2 separate regions of the Sus scrofa genome follow, and region 2 is linked to region 1. Evidence: chromatin contacts called from public HiChIP or PLAC-seq data. All regions are on one chromosome and are shown on one strand. Each heading gives the region's core, a stretch centred on a gene start, on an enhancer-like site or on the middle of the called end of the contact. The rest is flanking DNA. Distances are from core to core; before and after follow the strand shown. Region 1 holds the start of NRBF2 (nuclear receptor-binding factor 2). Region 2 holds the start of ADO (2-aminoethanethiol dioxygenase).

The links. HiChIP or PLAC-seq counts read pairs in DNA pulled down with a chosen protein or histone mark.
Region 2: an H3K27ac HiChIP or PLAC-seq map of alveolar macrophages shows a contact between it and region 1. The contact joins the promoter of ADO here to the promoter of NRBF2 in region 1. A contact is called at or near these places in 2 of 5 promoter capture datasets (fetal liver and liver), 3 of 47 Hi-C or Micro-C datasets (epiblast stem cells, heart right ventricle and liver) and 2 of 2 datasets of contacts at active chromatin or transcription factors (alveolar macrophages and skeletal muscle).

The regions. Positions count from the first base shown.
Region 1 is chr14:66,588,596-66,592,049 of Sscrofa11.1, reverse strand. NRBF2 (nuclear receptor-binding factor 2) reads right to left here and starts at 1,743. Exons shown (of 4, transcript XM_001925540.5): 1 at 1,499-1,743. The coding sequence starts at 1,528.
Region 2 is chr14:66,274,576-66,278,475 of Sscrofa11.1, reverse strand. It overlaps ADO (2-aminoethanethiol dioxygenase), which reads right to left and starts at 1,252. Exons shown (of 1, transcript XM_005671024.3): 1 at 1-1,252. The coding sequence starts at 529.

The sequences.
Region 1 (3,454 bases), core at 494-2,993:
AACTTTGAAGCACTTTGTAAACTGCTAGTTATTTCTAATAATATTCTTGTGTAGTTTCAGTACTGAACCATCCATTACATTTAATTGCCAACTATGTCACCTTAAAAATAAGAAAAGTACAAAAATTTCCGAGTCCATTTGTTTGTTTAAATCACAAATCTAGTCCAATGTTTTTTAAGTGTAAACAACTCTTACCAATGGGGGCAGGGATCAACTTAATAAAACCGGGAGGCCCTTCCAAGCAGCTAACTTGGCACCATTCATCTGGGAACCATAGCTTTAGGTCCTAAAATCTTATTTTAAGCTCACCAAGTCCTAACCTTATTTTACAAGTGAGACTTTTAAATTAAAGGTTTTGGTCTGATTATTATAATAGCTAACTCTTCACTTCATTAAATAGCAGGTACTGTTCTAGACCCTTTACACCTGTTTACTCCTTCAATCCTCACACACACAAAAAAAGAGTGAGGTCAACTAATTTGCCCAAGGTCACATAGTTATTAAGTGACAAAGCCAGAATTCAATTCCAAGCAGTTTAGGTCCAGAATCTATACTCTTAAACCACCAGGGGCTACTGCTTCTCTATAAAATGGTATAAATCCAGCCCAGGGCTCTTCCACCACAAGAGTGTTCTCATAGTTCCAACCTGAGGAACTAATTTTCCATACATCCTATTTTTCCAATCCCACCATCGCAGCTGAACTGCAAAAAGTTCCTGTTGTCTGTTTGCAACTTTAAGTAATCTAACTTTCGTGTCCAAAATACAGAGCCTCCTGGGAAACCAAAAGTTGCAGTGGCCAGGTGGAAAAGAACTCGTATTTCTCGTTGTTTTAATCGCAACACCTGAGATGCCTAAAAACCTAACAAGTAAATGAGCTATCAACACCTTTCCTGAGAAAGGCAAACATCTACCATATTTTCTTGATGACTATAGTAGTGAAACAGCTAAAAACAGGGATGGCTTTCCCCAGCTGTCTAATTTATTTGAAAAGGGAGACTCTCAGTTTATGCATCTGAATATAGGTGAGAAATGAGTTAAGGGAAACGAGGGTAGAGAAGAATATGCTCCATCTCTCCAGGCTCAGACTTCAGACCCTGTGTTAGAAGTTAGAACCAATATTACATACCATTTCTGCCCTGGCCGGGCAGCAGTGCCTCTCCAGACAGCAAGAGAGATGGTTACGTGGCGCTTGGAGGCATTTCCTCCGGCCTGGAGAGGTGGCCGCCCTCGGTGGTGGGAGCCCCTCGCCCAGGGCCGTGGGTCAAGGGGTAGGGGAAACCTGGAGGCGGCGGGAAACCAGAGGTGGGAGCTTCTCAGGGATCCCCCAAGGGGCAGTCTGCAGTGGCTTGCTTGGCTAGAGCCGCTGTAGGGCCGTGCCTGCCTGCTCCCCTCAACCTTTAGGACCACCCTCGCTAAATCCACGCCAGCGGTACGCCAGACCGGACTTCTGAGGCAAAGGCGCCCGAGGACGGACGCAAACCTCCGTGGGCCACTCACCAGGTTGAGGGGTCCTTCCATTACTTCCATAGACCCCGGGGTAAGCGGCGGCCTGAGGAAGGGGAGCGGCGGAGCCCGGGCACATGGAAGTGTACAACAGAAGAGCGCGACGCAGCGACAGCTACTGCGGCCCCGCTCCGCGCCCCGGGAGCCAGCGGCGGGCGCAGACTGAGCAACAACCAAACCACTTCCTCCTCCGGCGCCGCGCCGCGGGCCCGCCCCCTGCGCTGCAGGCACGCACACGTCACGGCGTCACACGCGCTGGTTCAAGGTGGGAGTGAGGACAGGGAGTGGGTGGGGCTCAGGGAAGGCGGGGCACCGACGGATACTTTCTCGCGAGCTATCTTTTCTCTCGCGCGAGGCATAGCTTGAGCTTCTTGAAGACACCTCAAAAGTCACGTGAGGAGGTACAGCTTTTTTGTTGCAATTTCAGCTAAAGGGCTGTCTTCTTGTTTCGTGTGTCAGATTTACTCCCCGCCCAGCTTTTCCCCAATTCACTCAGCTTTATCACAACTCCTTTTCTCTCACGTTCCCACCTGATTTATTTTCAAAGTAAGGTTTGGTGTTCCCGTCCTGGCGCAGTGGAAACGAATCCCACTGGGAACCATGAGGTTGTGGGTTCCATGCCTGACCTCGCTCAGTGGGTTAAGGATCCAGCGTTGCCGTGAGCTGTGCTGCAGGTCGCAGACGTGGTTCAGATCTGGTGTTGCTGTGGCTGTGGCATAGGCAGGAGGCTACAGCTCTGATTAGACCCCTAGCCTGGGAACCTCCATATGCTGCAGGTGCAGCCCTAAAAAGACAAAGACAAAAAAAAAGTAAAGTTTGAGTGTGAACTAAACCATGCACTGGACTACACCCTGCTAGAGAGAGACACAAACATGAATGATTCAGAACGCTGCCCTCAAGTTGCAAACAACAAATGAAAAAAATATGGGTCACAACTACTATGGTAGGTTCTCTGTCAAGGAATTCATTAATTAAAAAAAAAAGAAAGGTGATTTACGCTGTAAAGGGAACAGCTAGCTGTGATAGAGGCACCATAAGTTTTGCAACTTCAAGCAATTATTTCAAAAGTCTTGTGAGGAGCTCCTGCTGTGGTGCAATGGGATCAGCAGCATCTTGGAAGTGCTGGGACGAAGTTCGATCCTGCTCGGCACAGTGGGTTAAGGATCCAGAGTTGCTGCAACTGCAGCTTGGATCTGATCCCTGGCCAGGAGCTCTGTATGCCACAGGACAGCCAAAAATGGAAAAAAAAAAAAAATCTTGTGAGCTAGGAAGAGGACCATAAGCTTTAGTTGAGACCCCAGTCTTGGCCTAAACCTTGACTGCAGCCTTGTGAGACCCTGAGCAGAGGACTCATCAAAGCCATTTCCCAATTCCTGACCTGTGGAAGTTGTCAGGTAATAAATGTTTGTTGCTGTAAGCCACTAAGTTTGTGGTAATTTATTATACAGCAAAGAAAACTGGGAGTTCCTGCTGTGGCTCAGTAGATTAAGGACCCAACATTTTCTCTGAGAGGATGCAGGTTCTATCCCTGGATCCAGCATTGCTGCAAGCTGCAACATAGGTCACAGATGCAGCTGGGATCTGGCATCGCTGTGGCTGTGGCATAGGCCTCAGCTGTAGCACCAATTTGACCCCTAGACTGGGAACTTACATATGCTGCAGGTGTGGCCATAAAAAGAAAAAAAAAAAACTATTAAGACCCCCTTCAGGGAGTAAAATCCAGAGGCAGGGCTTTCTTGATAAACTATAACCATGAGCTGTGAATCTGTGTCACCCCTTCACTCCCAAGGTGGCAGGTTGTGCAGTGGGCAGGTTTGATACCTCTAAGGGGAACTTCAGCAACAGTGGGACAAGGAGGAGTGTGTGTTTGAGAACAACTTCATCCAGATCAGCAAAAGAGGAGATGAATTAGATATATGCAACCATGTCCAAATGGTGACATGGACATTA
Region 2 (3,900 bases), core at 3-2,502, 310 kb after region 1:
TGTACTCGGCCCGCGAGCGCAGCACTCCCGGCCGCACCGCGTCCCGCTCCCGGGCCAGCAGCGGCGGTTCGAACTGCTGCTCTGGTGGCGGGGCCCGCGGCCGTTGCCCGCTGCCTGCCTCCAGCTTGTCCATGCAGCTGATGCGCACGGTGCCATAGAGCACCTTGAGCATGCCATGCATGCCAGGGTGGTCGTGGAGCGGGATGGATGTGCCGCTCTTAAGCAAGAACACGCCGAGGCTGAAGCCGTCAGTCTCGTAGATGTGCATATAGGTGACGGGCGGCAGGTTGGGTGGCAACGGCTGCAGCGTGGCCTTGCGCGGGGAGATGTTCAGGTCCTCTGCGCGGACCTGTGTCAGCAGGCTCTTCAGCTTGCTCAGGTTCTCCGGGAAGCCCTGCGGCACAGGCGCCTCAGGGCCTGGCGCCGCGCCGCGATCGGAAGAGCTGCGGCCGCCCCCGCTGCCCCGGAAGGTGAGGCATGCCTGGCGGGCGATCCGTTGGATCAGGGAGGCCATGTTGTCTCGGGGCATGCTCTGCTGTTCCTCCGCATGCCGAGGCCGGCCCCCTCCGCCCCCAGCTTTCCTTCGCCCCTTGCGGTCCCCGGCGGCCGCCACGGCTGCCCGCAGCTCCGCGCGAGGCAGAAGGCCCCGCAACTCCCGGCCAGTCGGGCGCGCGGCACTACAGCCGCCTACCCCAGCAGCCACACGCCCGCAACGGCCGGACGCGCCCGCCTTGCGCCCCCTTTGAGCGCGCACGCGCACGGCCCACACCCAGCACTCACGCTCCGGGAGCAGGTACCGGCCGCGCAGACGGTCTTGGGCTTTGCCTTACGCCCGAAGCTCCATTCATGCGGCCCGCACCTACGGCGGTAGCCAGGCGGACCTGGTGCCTTGCAGAGCATCCTGGGACTTGTAGTCTGATATTCCGCATGCGCTCTGAGAGAGTTCTCTTTGTCAGCTGGAAAAAGGACGGATTAGATTTGTTGGTGTTAAGAGCTACCTTCATTACGGTTCCATGGTGTTTGCTGTTTGAAGAAAAAGTTGGGGTATAAGAGAAGTAGCCAGTTCACTACATCTCCCAGCATTCCCCAGCAGGTTGGGGTGACGCACTTCCGGCAGCTGGCCTGTTGTGTGGTGAAGGCTCTTGGCCGCCTCAAGGAACAGGGCAAGAGGGTCGTTAACCTTCTGGCGCCGCCCGGGCCTGGTCAATCAACCAAGGTCGCTTTCCTGTGGCCTTAGCCCTGGGAAGGAGGCTGTTGGGTTAACTTTAGCTCCTTGTGGCCGCTCAGGCAGCTCTGTCTGCCACGGGATTACGGAACCGCACTTTTGCGATTTTCCAAGTTTCTTAGGAGATCAGAGTGTCGAGCTGTTCCTGGTAATCAGCACAGTTATTTTACACAGCCGTCCCCAGCTGTTGTTTGCATTGGGGTCTGATGACGCTGCTTTTCTGATTACAGAGCACGGCAGTTTTTTTGCTAGAACTTGAGAGGCCATTTGCTGCGGTCACTGAGTCCCTGTACTAATGGTTCTCAAACGTTAGTTTGCCTAAGAAGCACCTGGTTAGAGGAGGAGGGAGCGTTTTAAAAATGCAGATTCCTGGTCTTCATCCAGAGATTATTTTGAGGCATCCTGTGAGAAACAAGTGTTGTGCGAGAATCAGGCAAGCTCTTGAACTTAACCTTACCCTGAGTTTAAAGTCCTTTTGGATTTCCAAAGCTAAACATTGGTTTCTTGTTCATTTTGTAATTAGAGTGGTTCAGTAAAGTCTCTCTAGTTAAAAAAGGAATGCTTTTTATTTATAATTTTTTTTTTTTTAAAGTGGGCTTCCTAACGTATCTAATGAGTGTTCACTCTAAGGCAGGCATTGTGTTCCCATCCGTTATCTAATGAATATTATACTAATCCTCACAGCAATCTCAAGAGGTAAACATTATTATTCCCAGTTTTCAGATGAATAAGTAAGTTTCTAGGGGGTAGTAAATAACCGATATAGATAGCCTAATCAACGTTTTACCAAAACTAGCAGCTCAAATTGGTGTTAAAAGCATTAAATAAGGAGTTAGAATATTGTTTTTTCAGCCCACGGTCCTACTTTACAAGTTGTCCGTCTTTAGGAGACCCTTTCCTTTTAGGTCCTCAGTTTATTCACTTGTATAATGGAGTAGAGTAGCAGTCATTCTGGACTTGCTTACTCATCAGAAGCCCCTGGGAGCTTTATAAAAATAAAGATTTGGAAGTGAAACCCAAGAGATTCTGATTCATACGAACTGGTGTGAAGCCCAGAACTTTTATTTTTAAGATGCTCTTTAAGTTATTCTTAATTGTCAGCCAGGTTAGAGAACCACTGCTAGATCTGTGAACAGTGAACCAGTTCTTAATATTTGGTAATTTTTTTTTTTTTGTCTTTTTAGTGCCACATCCGCGACATATGGAAGTTCCCAGGCTAGGGGTCTAATTGGAGCTGTAGCCTCCTGCTGCTACAGGCACAGCCACAGCAATGCCAGATCCCAGCTGTGTCTGCAGCCTACACCAGAGCTCAGGGCAATGCCAGATCCTTAACCCACTGAGCGAGGCCAGAGATTGAACCTGCATCCTCATGGAGTCTAGTCAAATTTGCTAACCACTGAGACACTACGGGAAAATCCAATATTTGATAATTTTGATTGAGAGGGTGATTATTTGTTTTAGAAAAGGACTCTTAAGATTTATATATTTTCAGAGGTTCCCAGGCTGTTGGTAAGGTACGTAAATGTACTGTCAAAGTTCACCACATAGTGAAATCCCATGCGATCTTTTTCTAAAGTGAGGAATATTTAAATTAAGAGGAAAATGCATCATTTAAAAATCTGGATTTTTATTTATTGACTTTATTAAGTATAATTAGTGGTGGTATAGACTCAATAGATCAGACTTTAGTAACATACAGTTGTGTTTGATTTCCAGATCTCTTATTGCCTAGTAGTTGTCTGTACTTATTTAACTGAAGGTCATCTATAAAATGGGATATTATGAGGCGTTTCTACCCAGGTGCAGTGGGTTAAGAATCCGACTACAGACATTTGGATTGCTGCAGATGTGCAGGTTCGATCCCCAGTCCCCTGTGCAGTGTTAAAAGATCTGGCATTGCTGCAGCGGCCACATAGGTTGCAGCTGTGGTTCAGATTCAATCCCTGGCCCACAGATCTTCCATATGCTGTGCGTGCGGCCAATAAATTTAAAAATGCAAATAAAGGGATATTATGAGACATATGTAAAATGCTGATGATAGTATCTAGGACGTAGTAGCTGTTGCATAATAATAGCTATTATAATTTGAAAATTGTTAAAAGCTGTAAAGACCAATGAATTTAAATAATATTTAGCAAATATTGAAATGGGATTTGACTTGTCCTGAGAATTAGCTTCAAGGTAGAGATTTTTTTGAAAGATTATTTTTACTGGTTAACCTGATAATACCTTCCCTCAGTCCTTGCTATTCATTGTTTGGCCAAAGAGTTCAGAGTTTCCTAGACTGCCTTTATCACAATCGCCTGGGGATATTTGTTGAACATGCCTATTCTCAGATCATCTCAAGATCTGCATCTGAATTTTTTTGCACAGTAAAGTTTTTAGGAACTGCTGAGTGTCTACAGGGGCATGTGGTACTTTTTTTAGGTCACAGTCAGGCTACCTCTGATTTCTTTTTGAAATATCTTTAAGAGCATTCTATTAGATGAGATGGATCCTAAGGGCTTTTGCCCTTAAGAAGTGTTATAACTTGGCCTTCTGCCCCATTGCCAGTAGGGCTGAGTGGGTTTCTATTACCGTTAATGTCATTCCTTTTAAGTTCCTTGTGCTGTTTGCCTTTTGTGTTGCAGTAAGCAGAATGAAGACCAAAAAACATTCAGAAAACAGAACAGAAA